Regions from separate parts of the Oryctolagus cuniculus genome. Here region 1 is linked to region 2. The links are chromatin contacts, called in public Micro-C maps. All regions are on one chromosome and are shown on one strand. Each heading gives the region's core, a stretch centred on a gene start, on an enhancer-like site or on the middle of the called end of the contact. The rest is flanking DNA. Distances are from core to core; before and after follow the strand shown.

Region 1 (6,984 bases), core at 680-3,179, 80 kb before region 2:
ATGTCCCGACATGGGCCATGGTGCTGGGAAGCCAGAACTCCGCTCCAGTTGCCCGTTGATCTGCAAGAAGCACCAGGCTGGACACTCTGGCAGGAAAAGCCACCATCACGTCTGGGTCTTGCTCCCCAGGAGACAACAGCCCGGGGTGCTCAGGGCTGCTTCAAGTACACAAAGAGTTCATCAAGGCCACTGGCTCCATCCCCAGTTTCTTTCAGGAGACTAAGGGTTGTTTCCCATTTCCTTACTGCATTGAGACTGTGAACTAATCCCCTAAATCCAAATGTGGTCAGAAGCCACTGTTGGAAGAGCACAGTTTTGCAAAGCTGCATGGGGAAGGGCCTGGCTTTTGGATGGGCCACTCCCTACGCGCCTCAAACTCAGTGTTGCAACAACGCCTGCATTGCTTTCCATCACGTACACATTGCATAGGCCAAGCGGTCATTTCGATCCTGATTTTGTGCCTGGCATGTGCCAGGTACATTCCCTTCACAGCATCCCCAGCAGGAAAGTCGGTCAAGTTATCCTCCTTACTCAGAGAAGGAAACCGAGGCACAGGAGGTGAACTCCAGTGGCCAAGATCCCTCAGCCAAACCCATTTCACACCCCTTACCAAAACCCATTTCAACGCAAATCCCACTCTAGCCATGGGACCCCCTCCGAGCCTTGGTGGGAAAACAGTCCCCGCACACAGAAGGGATCACATCCCCTGGCCCCCGGCCCCCAGTTCTTTCCATCATCCGTGGCTCCTCTACCCACCACTCCCTAGGGTGGGGCTCCCTAGGTAACTGGGCGCTAAGTTAAGCAAAAGAGCGACTCGGGTCCGTTATTTCTGGCGCGGCAGAGGTGCCAGGTGACCCAGCTGCGGTCGTGCTGCAGTCGCACCTGTGCACGGAGAGGGCACCTGACCGCTCCTTCCCGGGAGCCAACCCTGTGCGCACGACCTGAGCGCGGGCGCGGTGCGCGCCAGGCTAACGGTCGCCGCCGGCGCGGGCGCGGTGCTGCCTAGGTCCCTGTTCGCCCAGGGCTGGAGGAGCCGCTCCCAGCTCGGACACCTCCGGCTCTCACACAGGGCTCCACCGCCCCGGCTGCCCAGGGGCTCCGATTCGCGGCTGGAAGCCCCGCACTGCCAGGAGGAAGCGGCGGGCAGGACCGCCAGCGCGCACGGAGAGCCGAGGACTCCCTTTTATGTCCAGGAATGAAGCGCGCACCGCAGCCGCGCCCGCCGCCCAGAACCGACTTCCCCAGGGCGCAGAGGCAGCCGGTGCCACCCTCAGGCCGGGTCGCTTACCTGTCGCCGCGCGGGTCTGAGTGACAGCGGAGAGGAGCGCGGAGAGCGGCAACAGCCACAGCAGGCGCCAGCCCTGCCCGTTCTTTCTGCAAGAAGTAGCCGAGGGAGAGAAAGTGAGGCGGGCAGGAGGCTAGGAGGGGCCCGGGGCTCGGGGAAGCGGGTCCTACCTTGGCGCCATCTCGCGGGTCTGCGGGGTCCCGGAGCTCCCCGGAGGCCGAGGGGCGCTGAGCGCTGGCCGCCGCGCTCGCCCTTCCTGCAGCGAACAAAGGCGGCGCTCGGCGGCTGCGGCGGGCAGGATCCCGGTTCCTGGCCCGCGCCCGGAGTCGCCCGCGCCCTGAGTCACCCGCGCTCTGAAACCCGACTCCGCCGCGCCCTGCGCTCGCCCGCGCGCTGCGCCCCACCTCGGGCAGCCAGAGCGCTCTCTCACCCCGGGGAGTCCCGCCGCGACGGCCGCTTCCCCACGCCCCTTTCTCCCCTGCCACACACGCGCGCTCTCCCGCGCGCTCTCCACTCCGGGTGGCAACCAAAGCCCCGCGTCCGAGCTGCTCCGGGCACGCGGGACGCGGCTGCTTCCCGCCGTCCAGTCCGTGCCGGTCGGGGCCGCCCCGCGGACCAACCGCTTCCCTCGCCACAGCGCAGAGAGCCTGGGCTCACTGTGATTTCCTTATATGACAGACGAGGAGACTGAGGCTCAGAGAGGAGGAGCGAGTGTCACCCGCTGGATTGAGCTCCCGCGTGCTGCGCCCCACCCAGCGCGCGGGGCTCGCGGACCTACTCGAACGCGCAGGAGTGGGCGCACCCAGGCGGGGCATGAAGTCCTGGTTCTCCAGGCGGCCCTCTCTTTAGCTAGCCCGTCCCCGTCCCCGTAAGGTAAACTCCTGGAGGACAAGGGTGTCTCTCTGCTTTGTTCTCAGCTCAAGTAGGAGACCCCGATGACCCTGGGATGAAGGAAGAAGCATGGGTTTGTAGGAGACCTCACCGCCCGGGCCCTGGGACAGGCTGTAGGGGAGAGGAGTCTGGCTGGCTTCAGTGGGGACAGGGGTGCAGCCTAGCCCTCTGTACAGAGCTTAGCACAAAGCTGGGGAAACCCTCGAAGGGGGGTGTTTTGTTTCTAAGATTGCTACCAAGGAGGGTAGGCCTTGCGGTGCCATGGGTTAAGCTGCTGCCTGGGACGTGGCGTCCCCCTACCAGAGGGCCTGGGTGCATGTTCAGCCTCTGCTGCTGATCCAGCTAATGCACACCCTGGGAAGATGGCCCAAGGACTTGGGTCCCTGCCACCCATGTGGGAGATCCACATGGAGTTCCTGGCTCCCAGCTTTGGCCTGGCCCAAGCCTGACTGTTGCAGGCATTTGAGGAGTGAACCAGTGGATGGAAAATCTCTCTGTCTCTCTCTTCCCACCTCTCCCAGCCTCTTCAAATAAAAAAAGTTTTTAAAAATGTTATTGTGTAGGACTTTTGGGGTGAGAGGTGGCACCGCCAAAGACAGCTTTGACCTGGACCTTTATGAAGCCAGGCTAAGCCAGGAACCTCTCCTCCTGGTGCCCCAATTGCATGGTTTCATTCGGTACCATGGCACATTCTCTAGTGGACACGTCACTCCACCTGCCAAGTGAAAAGGTCGCTTGAGGTGGCCATGGCGATGACCATGGCAGTTAACATACACTGGACGTGGGTTTTGTCTCAGGCCCTGTGCTAAATGCTTTGCCTGTGTTATCTCGTGTAATCCCCACCATCGCCCTGGAAAGGTGGTACTGTAATGACCACCCCCCCCCCTTTTCATGGATGAAGAAGCTGTGGCTAAAAACGTGCCCAGGCTAGTGGGTAGGGTGCCAGCACACATGTTCCTCACCATTTAGCCACATTGCCAATTTGTGAACAAAAGGATGAGACCTGAGGCCTGCTCCCTACCCCTGTGAGCTAAAATGCACTGGACACAGTACTCAGGCATGAGAGAGTTAATGCCAGCCCAGGTCATGAGGGCTCGGAGGAGGGCCCGCTGCCCTGGGGAGCTGCAGCCTTGACCCCAGTCTGGTTCTGGTCCTGGCTGCACAGTGAGTTGGGCAAGTCCTGCTGTATGTCAGATTTTTTTTTTTATTTCTCCACCTGTGTAATGATTGTGATCTGGATGGTGGCTGTGAGTCTCTCAGTGAGCTACCTCGTAGCCCCACATTGCGCTGGCCACTGCCAAGAGCTGTACAGGCATGAAGGACAGAGCCTACAATGCATGTAAAAGTTTTTCAGAAAGGGAGTAACCAGCAAGCCCTGGAGAAGTCAAGAGAGACTTCCTGGAGTAAGTGACGCGAAACCAGGCTGGGGGGCGGCCAGGGGCTTGGGGACTATTCAGAAGGAGAGGAAGGCTGTGTTCACAGGGGTACTTTTGCAAGCAGTACCCACGTAAGAACCGCCCCACTCCGGGCTGGAGAGGGCCCCCCGCAGCCGGGGAGGTGCTGAGGCAGAGACCTGCCATGGCAGGCCAGTGGGCAGGATGCCCAGGGCCCTGCAGACCGCGTGAGGTCAGGGGTGCTCCCTGAGCAGACTGGCACCCCAGAAACCTGATCCAGCCACCTCTCTGCATCTCCATTTTGTTCATGGGGAAACAGGCGCAGCTCAGCATGCAACTTAGAACTCATCTCCCCAGTGAGTGACAGATTGGCAGGCCAGGAAAGTTATCCGAGGAGGGCAGAACCGTCTGCAGTGTTGTGGCATCCATGTGGAATCTGAGGAGCCTTCTAAGGTAGTGAGCTCCCCGTCCCTGGGGACCGGACACTTGGCACACAGGAGTCTGCAGGGTGCGCAGGAATTGCAAGCTTGGTCTGCCTGGACTGGATCCTGGCTCTGTTGTTTGTGAGTTCTGAGAAACAGGGGTGAATCCGCCAGATGAGGTGGAGAAAACGTCTTTCTTCCGAGGTTAAGGGGAAGAGTCAAGGTGTTGCTGAGCTAGAAAGCGTTTACTAGGGTGCCTGGCACAGGATGAAGCTTCTAGGAAAGTGGAGGTGGCCATGCCCATGATACTCTCACCATCGGGGCTGACGCCTGGGGAGGAGGGCACCTGCCCAGAAAGAGGCAGGACCCCAGACAAGGCTCTTAAGGGATGGAGGCACGAGCAGACAAAGCCGCTCCAGAGCTAGGGTGGCCCCACGTGAGGCCATCCCATAAGGCAAAGCGTATCCTAACAGATTGGCCACTGTGCCTCTTCCTCAATCTCTTCACGTTCTCCAAGAACCCGTCCCGCTTGCCGCCATGCTCTGGTGGGATTACCCTTATTACGAACTGCTAACCACAGGGAATTCGCTGTCTTAGTTCTTGCTTTCCCTGTTGCTTGCAAAATACCACATCAACTGGGAATACAATTGCCTTCCCCAGAGCTATATTTCTATACTTCTTTGAAAAAGCCACAGCTACCATGACTGCATAAGAGTTCCATGGCTCTGTTTGGACCAGAGATGGTAAACTGGTGGCACTGGACTCTATTTGGATGAAAGACATGTTTTGTTTGGCCTGCACGGTGTCAACCTCCTAATTAAATTAGTTAGCAATGTTCAATAAATAGGAAGTTGCACATTAAAATCTGGATTTCTTGCTTCTCTCTGAATGTTTGAAAAACTTGACCACAAAAGGCCTACATTCCCTATGCCAACAATGGATTGGCATTGGATAGGAGCTACTGCCTTCAGTTAAGACAATATTCTCCAGTTTGCCACAGTCCCCACTATCCCGTTTTGTCCTCACACCAAGGCTAAAAATCAACTGTTGTTTATCACCACACTTTTTACCTTTGCTTATAAGAAAAAGTGGCGTAGAGCACTCGGGTTCCTGCTGGAAATAAGTCAACCAAAGATAGAAGAGGGTGTTTAAGGAAAAATGGGAAAAACATATTTTTTAAGATTTATTTTATTTATTTGAAAGAGTGAGGTACAGAGAGAGAGGTCTTCCATCCGCTGGTTCACTCCCCAGATGGCTGCAGTGGCCGGAGCTGTGCCGATCCGAAGCCAGGAGCCAGGAGCTTCTTCCGGGTCTCCCATGCAGGTGCAGGGGCCCAGGACTTGGGCCGTCTCCACTGCTTTCCCATGCCATAGCAGAGAGCTGGATCAGAAGCGGAGCAGTCGGGACTAGAACTGGCGCCCATATGGGATGCCGGTGCCCCAGGCCAGGGCTTTAACCCGCTGTGCCACAGCACCTCCCTGGAAAAACATATTTTTACATGTTTAATATGCAAATAAAATGTGTCCACATTGACAGAAACAAAAATTCAGGTACCTTAATGAAACGAACCTGGCCCAACTCATTACGTGTGTTCCCCAAAGGGCGAAGGCGAAACTGCATTTTAGTTGGGGGGCCTGCTCCCGGTCTTGTTTGTCAGTCTAAGACACTGATGCGGAAGGTAGCAGGCTCCTTTCCTTCTCCTACAGGGAAATCCTGTGTGCACAGTTCATGTGTTGCTGCTTCTGTGTAAGGATCTGACAGCTCCCAGTTCTCTGGGATCTAAAGATGCAAGGCCCACGGTCCCTTTCTCCTGACACATGCCTGGAAACAGATGTACACTCCCGTTACTGGTTTTGTACCTGCGCCACCTGGCAAGCCAGCCTGTGCTCATAGGCGCGAGGGCTTTCCTCTTGGAGTCTGGCCTGGAGGTGGAATTATAAACACAGACTGATGGAGGGCAGGGAGGGTCTTGGCCTGGGAGCCGCGTGGTCCCAGCTGTGGGTGTAGGAGGGATGGGGCGGGAAGCCAAGGAAGGCATTTCACCTCCTGCCAGACAGTGTTTTGAGGGCTTAAGCGATTTCCTTCCATTCAATGTGCAGTTGTCGAAATAGCCAAGAGGAAGCTTCATGTCAGGCCCACGTTGGTCTAAATTGTTTACCTCGGTCAGTACATTCTGCAAGACTGGACGTGTGGAGACTGGCTCTTCCACCACTCGACGACATTAATGGGCTGTTTCATTTTCCTATAATCCATCCAAATGTTCCAGAAAACTCAGTCTCCAAGCGCATTCTCCAAACTGTCTCAAGCAACTGCAAAGAGCACAGAAATTTGTGAGAAGCACCCCAACCTCTGGTTTGGGAAGAACTTAGCAAGGCTGGGGCCAGCACTGTGGCACAGAAGGTTAAGCCTCCACCTGCCGTGCCAGCATCCCATATGGGCACTGGTTCAAGTCCCAGCTGCTCTGCTTCTAATCCAGCTCCCTGATATTGGCTTAGGAAAGCAGTGGAAGATGGCCCAAGTGCTTGCCAAACACTTGCCAAGAAGAAGCTCCTGACTCCTGGCTTCAGCCTGGCCCAGCTCTGGCTATTGCAGCCATTTGGAGAGTGAACCAGTGGATAGAAGATCTCTCTCCTCCCCCCACCCACCCCGCCTTTCAAATAAATAAATGACTCAATAGAAACAGCGAGCTGTGGTGTCCGTTATTCTGAACCGAGCTTCCTCCCCACCTGAGCATCATGTGGTACACCGGAGGGTCCCAAAAGTTCGCATCGTCGTCATCTGATTCAATGCACAGAAAAAGCAGAATACACGTAAAGAGCTGGCGAGAAAAGAACGTCCTAGAATCACCGAAGAGGATGGTTCCCTTTTGGATAAGCCGTGGCAGCTTAAACCCACCACTGCCCCGAGGAGGACCGTGAGCACCTTGAAGAGTGGGGACCACAGGCTGCGAAGCATGTACTAGACAGTGACAGATTTGACAACTGGACAACCT
Region 2 (7,136 bases), core at 4,556-7,055:
GGGAGGGAGAGCTCTTCTCATCAAAGGCAGGTGAGGGGCAAACAGCCAGGCTTGGGGGCAGCAGATGGGCCCAAGTGCAAGGAAGCCTCTTGCCGGCTTCTTGTTTCTGCCAGTGGCTGCAGAGGAGGGATGCTTTGGGAGCCAGCGCAGAGACCAACCATAGGGGCGGACCCTCCTTAGCGCCAGGATACTTTTAGCTCATTGTGCTGAGCTCTGTGGGGAGACCCAGAGACCCAGGCAGACAGTGTGGCCGCCTTGGATCATAATGGCAGCCAGGTACTGGGTGTGCGCTCTGCACCAGGTGCCGGGCGATGAGGACTCTGAACCCTCGTGCCAGGGACTCGCTGGGAGTCCTGGTGCCCCCGGAGACAGAAGAGGAGCCAGAATTTGTGAGCCAGAATGAATGAGATGGCTTCGTCAGGAGCTAATGTGAAGGCTTGCTTTGCTAGGATGGCATTCAAGAGGCACTTGTGCGAAGCTGTCAGGGAAGCTGCTGAGTCCCCTGGTCCCATTAATAGAGATAAAGTAGTCAGACTAAAGGAGGCCAGGGCTGGCGCTGTGGTGTAGTGGGTAAAGCTGCTACCTGCAGGGCCGGCATCCCATATGGGCACTGGTTTGAGTCCCGGCTGCTCCACTTTCCATCCAGCTCTCTGCTATGGCCTGGGAAAGTACTAGAAGATGGCCCAACTGCTTGGGTCCACGTTGGAGACCCAAAAGAAGTTCCTGGCTCCTGGCTTCAGATCAGCCCAGCTCCAACTGTTTTGGTCATTTGGGGAGTGAACCAGCGGATGGAAGACTTCATTCTTTCTCTATCTGCCTCTGCTTCTCTGTAACTCTACCTTCCAAATAAATAAAAAATCTTAAAAAAAAAAAAAAAAAAAGCGGCTGCCATCCTCTCACTGAATTCAGTTCCTATTGATCCAAGTGAGACCCATTCTCTCTGACCCTCAGTTTCTTCTCCTATAAATAGGAGCTTGAAGACATCCCCTTCATGCGGTCATTTTGAAGATTAAATAATGAAGGCCAGCGCCGTGGCGTAGCAGGTAAAGCCACTACTTGCAACAGCAGCATCCCACAGGGGCACTGGTTCAAGTCCCGACTGCTCCACTTCTGATCCGGCTCCCTGCTAATGCACCTGGGAAAGCAGCAGCAGATGATCCAAGTACCTGGGCTCCTGCCACTGATATGGAAGACCCAGAAGACGCTCCTGGCTTCTGGCTTCAACCAGGCCCAGTGCTGGCCATTGTGGCCATTTGGGGAGTGAATCAATGGATAAAGGATCTCTCCTTCTCCATCTTTCCCTCTCACTCTGTAACTCTTTCAAAATAAATAAATAAATAAATCTTTTAAAAAAAAGGAATGAATGAAAATCAATGTCGTCTCTTACAAGTAGTACACACTCAGCAAATGGCAATAACTATAATTGTTGTTATAGATCTTGGCATGTAGAAAGGCATAGGGGAAGGGCATTTGGTAAAGTGGATGAAGTTGCTTGGGACACCTGCATTCCATATCAGAGTGCCTGGGTTTGCGTGTTGACTCTGCTCTCCATTCCAGCTTCGGGCTGATGCACACCCTTTGGGAAGCAGTGATGGCTCAGGTGGCTGGGGCCCTGCCACTCACATGAGAGACCTGGATGGCATTTTCCACTTCTGGGTTTGGCCTGGCCCAGCTCTGGCTGTTGTGGGTATTCAGGGAGTGAACCAGCAGATGGAACACCTCTCCCTCTCTCTCTTTCTCTCTCTTTCTCGCTCGTTCTCCTCCTCTGCTTTCAAATAAATAAATAATAAAAATGAAATATATTAAATGAAGTTGGGGCATTCTCCCAGGGTGGGAAGATTCTGAGGGTGGATGCTGACTTCTTACCTCTGAACCCCTGATACGGAGGAAACGCATCTGCCTTTCTCCGAGGGACAAAACCATGCTCCCTGGGCAGAAGCTATCAATGAGCCAGTTTCAGCCAAACGAAAGAGACTGTGATCATGAGAAAAGACAGGGAGAAAACACTTCCAAATGCTGCTGTCTTTGGGTAGTGAAAACTTAAGTGGGTTCTTTATATTCTGTGCAGTTTCCAAATTTTCAGCGGTGAGAGTATGTAGCTTAATAATCTAGAAAAAATAGAATGTCTGAAAGGAAACATAACCCAGACACACATGAGGAATGCTGTAGAAGGAGCGGGAGACCACAAGCAACTCGAGATTTTAGCAAGTGTGAGTCTAAAACGTTACCATCCACGGCACAGAGGCCCCGGTCCTCACCCTCAGGGGACAGAGAGCAGACATTCTGACGAGGGCCCGCCAAGTCCAGCTCCACAAGTACAAGGACCAGCTCCAACCACAGGGGTGTCCCCAGAGACCTGGAAGTCCACGTGGTGGGGAGGGAGCTGCTCACGCCAGCAAAGGACCAGCAAGGAGAGCGGCCAGGCTCCATTCGCTAAAGCAGGGCCCAGTTCGCCATCAGAGAGTGGCGGAACAAACCCTCCCCTTGACTTTCGATAAAGAAAACAGCCCTTGGGGCTGGCATTGTGGTGCTGCAGCATCCCATATGGGTGCTGGCTCAAGTCCCAGCTACCCTACTCACTTCTGATCCAGCTCCCTGTGAAGATGCTTGGGAAAGCAACAGACGATGGTCCCATCTTTGGGCCCCTGCACCCATGCGGGAGACCCACATGAAGCTCCAGGCTCCTGGTTTAGGCCTGGCCCGGCCCTGGAAATCGCGATCATGTGGGGAGTGACCAGGAAGATGGCACATCTCTCTTCCTCTGTCTGTCTGCTCTCTCTGTAACTCTGCCTTTCGAATAAATGCATCTTTTTTTTTTTTTTTTTAAATAAACAGCCTGAGTGGGATTCTAAAAGGCAGAGCCATGGAGTGAGAGACATGGGCAGGCCACAGGGCAGAAGCTGGACCGGCAGCAGATGATGGTTCTGCCTTGCTGTGTGAGGCTGGGTCAGCCCCTTCCCTCTCTGGGCATATGGCACCCAACCTGCCGTGTCTGGGGGTTGGGCAGAATGAGTTCCAAGTCATTTTTGCACCTAACGCCAGCAACCTGGTGCCCCAGGCGCTTGGCCGCCTTCCTCCCTGGACTGCAAGTCTCCCTGGCCCAGGGGATGCTGGGAGTCTTATTGTTCCTCCCCTGTTTCTGGTGCAGCCACATCTGGAGCACATCTCCCCTCATCCCTCACAGCTGGGTGCCCATCCATCAATTTGTTCTGCAGGCAAGTTCCCAGAATTGTCCAGCATCTTAGCCCAAAGGGCAGTTCAATTTCCCAGCAGCTTCTGCTCCCAGGCATCATCAGCTGAGCCCAGTCCTCATTGGGACGAGCTCTCCCATTAGTCTTCCAGGTCCCTCGGCCGGCGAGGGCTCTGAAGAGCGGCCGAGGTCCATGTTCCTGACGTTGTCCGCATGGGTGAACCGGCGCCTTCCTGCCCTCTCCCAGGGAGTGGAGTCCCTAACTCTACCCAGAGTCCTTTGCTGCCCTTGGATTTGCAGTGTTCCCAGAGAGCTGGTTAGCAGAAGAGAAAGGCTCAAAGCCTAAGGGCCCTGCGGAGGGAGGCAGTGAGCACAAATTCCCCGGCGGCCACCAGCACAGAGCCCAGCAGTCTTCATAAAGAGCAGCTGTTCCTCCCGCGGCCAGGAGACGCCCCGTGGTTTGTGGCAGCGGCCCTGGTCCCCACAACATCTCTCTGGGATTGAGCAACTTGGAAGCCTGGCCTGGCCAGCCTCTGCTCCCCGACCGACCATGGATTCTGGCTGCGTCTCCGCGCCGCCAGCCGCGTTCAGCTCAGCTCTCTCGGCGTCAGGATTCCTCCGAGGGTCCAGCCTCGCCCTGTTTCACAGCCCAGGAAGCCACGGCTCAGGAAGTGAAGCCAGAGACCCCGCAGGGTTTATACCCAGGTCTATCCCATCACTACTTCCGCCCTCCATTCGAATACAGTCACAGTCAGGCCCTCCTTCTGTCCCTAACAATGAGAATTCAGACTAAACTCCAGTTAGGAGAATTGCTGAAGATAACTTTTATCAGTCAAAGGAATGCACCTGCTCAGGTTACAAAGCTCAAGAGCCCCTAAGGTTTATAATAAAATCTAGGGTATAACCAGCACTGTGGCTCACTTGGTTAATCCTCCGCCTGCGGTGCCGGCATCCCATATGGGTGCCGGGTTCTAGTCCCGGCTGCTCCAGTTCCAGTCCAGCTCTCTGCTGTGGCCTGGGATAGCAGTAGAGGATGGTCCAAGTCCTTGGGCCCCTGCACCCACATCGGAGACCTGGAAGAAGCACCTGGTTCCTGGCTTCAGATCAGCACAATTCTGGCTGTTGCAGCCATTTGGGGAGTGAACCAACGGAAGGAAGACCTTTCTCTCTGTCTCTCTCTCTCTCTTTCACTGTCTGTAACTCTATCTGTCAAATAAATAAATAAAAATATTAAAAAAAAAAACTAGGGTCCCCTGTTCCTCCCCTCACCACCTCCTCACCTCCTGAGAGCCCCTACTTGCAACTCTTCCAGCTCTTTCTTTCTGTGTTTGTCTCTGTGTTTCAAATATCATAACCAGCCCTGCTTTTCCAGATTTTTCAATTGTAGACCATTATGACTGGCTTTCTACTGTGGAAAATGAAGGGATGTTTTTAACACCATTTCTTTTCTTCTGGTCTCTCTCTCTCTCTCTTTCCTCCCTCTCTCTCTTACATACACACAGGTGCCCCAGTGCCCCTCCCCATCTCCCCTTCCCACAGCCGACCAAGGTCATTTTATCCCCCTCAGGACAGGGGTCAGCCTGAGCCGGCCGGGACCCCTCTGCAGGGGTGCAGACCAGAGTCTTGACCGTCAGTTAAAAGCAGCAGAGTGAATGCAAACGTCTGTCTGCCCTCCCTTCCTGAACCCCGGTGAAAACCACATCCCACAGGGACGGATGGAGAAACCAGGGTGGCCCGCCCGGGGCAGAGGAGATTCGGGGACACAGCCTCTCTGTGTGACCCTCTAGGGGCTGTCCTGGGGTGGAGAGAGCAGACACGCTGGGTGGCCTCAGAGGGGATCCAGGGCTACAAGGAGACCCATTTCAGCTTGGAAAGCCACCCAAGAACAGAAGGGGCTGGCCAGTCGAACGAGGGCTTCCCATCAGCAGGCGGTGGGCAAGCCAGGGCTGGCTGACCGCTGCTGGGGGCTGCGAGGGTCGCCCGCTTCCCAGTGATTTGCTCCCTTTTGTGACAGTTGGCAAGCAGAACCCCGAGCTGCGTTGCAATCACCCTGCAGTTAATGACTAGAGCTGGCCAACAGGCACACCCATCTGGCAACCCCTTGGTCCGATGCTGAAATCACGAACTGTCTTCCCATTCTCATGAGCAATCTCTTCCCCTGACCCTTGCCTCCTAAGAGAAGGCTCAGGAGGGTTCACAGAGGGATCGTGACATGGCACTTGGGACAAGGCTCTGCAGCCCCTGGCCGTTAAGCAGTCTGAGTGAGGAGGGACGAGGCCTGTGTGGGGCATGTGCTGCTGATCTGGCTGCCGGCTGTGGGCCTCTCTGGCTGCAGAGCAAGAAACTCAAAAGGGGAAACTGAAGAAATGCCTCCCATCTGTGCCCCATTTTAAGGAGAAGGTGGGCGGGGCATGGGTGTGGGTGTAACCAGAGCTCTACTTGGACACCGCTCATGGAAGAACAGGTCTGGGCCCCGGGGGCACTGTGTCTGCAGCCCTGTCCCGGGTCTTCTTCCTGACTTGACACTTTGAACAGTGACGTCCTTGGTGAGCTGTAAACCTGGTCTAGTCTGCACTCTGCAGGCACGACAGGCTCTCAGAAGCTGCCACGCTCTGTCTGGCACAGTGTGAAAGTTGGCACGAGTGGCCGATGGCCCTGGGGCACACAGAACCAGCTGTGAGACTTGGTGAGTCCCCCCTCCGCCAAGGCGGGAGGACAGAGCAGGGAGGGTGTCTGGCACAGTGGTCACGTGGCTGCTGAGGATGCCCACAATCCATACGGGAGTCCCTGGGTTCAAGTCCTCACTCCACTTCTGACCCAGCTTCCTGCCGAGGCACAGCCAGGGAGGCAGTGGGTGACAGCTCAGGTAGCTGGGTGCCTGCCACCCGTGTGGGAGACCCAGACAGAGTCCTAGGCTCCTGGTTTTCGCCTGGTTAGGGAATGAACCAGTGGATGAGAGGTGTCTCTGTCTCTATCTCTATTCCTTTAAATTAAATTAAACTAAAAAGGACATAGACATTTTGGCTGAGCTGTGAAGAAAGACTGGGTACCAACTCCAGCCCCAGTAGCTGAGACCTTAGACCAGTTCCCTACCCTCCCACAGCTCCGTGTCTTCACCTTTAAATGGTGGGGGTGGGGGTGGGGAGGGTGTGTCCACTAGCAACTTGCTGAATGTTCTGAGAATTAAATTAGCACAGGTATACAAAGTGCTTAGAACAGTGCACATGGTGTTCTAGTGATTGCTATTATTATTATTATTATTATTACTGCTATTAGCAGGGGTGAAGGGGAGGCTGTGAGCCTCACCCAACTGACCTCATTTGATCCAACACAGCAATACCTGGGGAAAACCCAAGCTGCCAGGGTCTTGCCAGGCCCACAGCTGGCAGCCACATCAGCAGCACATGCTCCACACAGGCCTCGTCCCTCCTCACTCAGACTGCTTAACGGCCAGGGGCTGCAGAGCCTTGTCCCAAGTGCCATGTCACGATCCCTCTGTGAACCCTCCTGAGCCTTCTCTTAGGAGGCAAGGGTCAGGGGAAGAGATTGCTCATGAGAATGGAAGGCAGTTCGTGATTAAACGTGAGGAATGTGGTGCATGGGCACCACATCTCACAGATGCTGGGAGACTGGACGGGGCCAGCGTTTCCAGCACACGCCTTACAAAATAGATTGGACCTAGGAAACACCAGGCCATGTGCTATACAGAACTTTTCATCAGGACAGAAAACTAATGTGATTTTATAACTGCATATCACATAGCAAAGCTAATTTTGCAGATAGAATTTAAAATAGAGAGAGAGAACTACTCTAACACTACAAAAAGCCACAAACCAAGGCCGAATATAGAACTCTGGTTGCCAAATGGATGGCAGGTACTGACTGAGAAACTGTCCCCAACTTGCTGTGTGGTCTCAGGCAAGCCCCTTCTCTCCCCAGCCTCAGT

The links. A called contact is a pair of places that touch in the nucleus more often than the background predicts.
Region 1: a Micro-C map of ear pinna shows a contact between it and region 2, with 2.8 times the contacts expected there. The contact joins the promoter of COL15A1 here to the enhancer-like site in region 2. A contact is called at or near these places in 2 of 6 Hi-C or Micro-C datasets (ear pinna and an unstated tissue).

Annotation. Positions count from the first base shown.
Region 1 is chr1:202,591,682-202,598,665 of mOryCun1.1, reverse strand. It overlaps COL15A1 (collagen type XV alpha 1 chain), which reads right to left and starts at 1,929. Exons shown (of 43, transcript XM_051843674.2): 1 at 1,716-1,929; 2 at 1,456-1,541; 3 at 1,289-1,374. The coding sequence starts at 1,466. It overlaps LOC127484851 (a long non-coding RNA gene), which reads right to left and starts at 6,206. Exons shown (of 3, transcript XR_011381200.1): 1 at 6,151-6,206; 2 at 5,562-5,813; 3 at 5,165-5,470.
Region 2 is chr1:202,515,905-202,523,040 of mOryCun1.1, reverse strand. No RefSeq gene overlaps it. Among named protein-coding and RNA genes, the nearest start is that of GALNT12, 45 kb to the right of the region's middle. Within about 2 kb of position 5,805, at least 3 of the 8 cell types and tissues checked have an H3K27ac peak or open chromatin away from gene starts, as enhancers often do. A contact at or near this core is called in ear pinna, where this site is marked.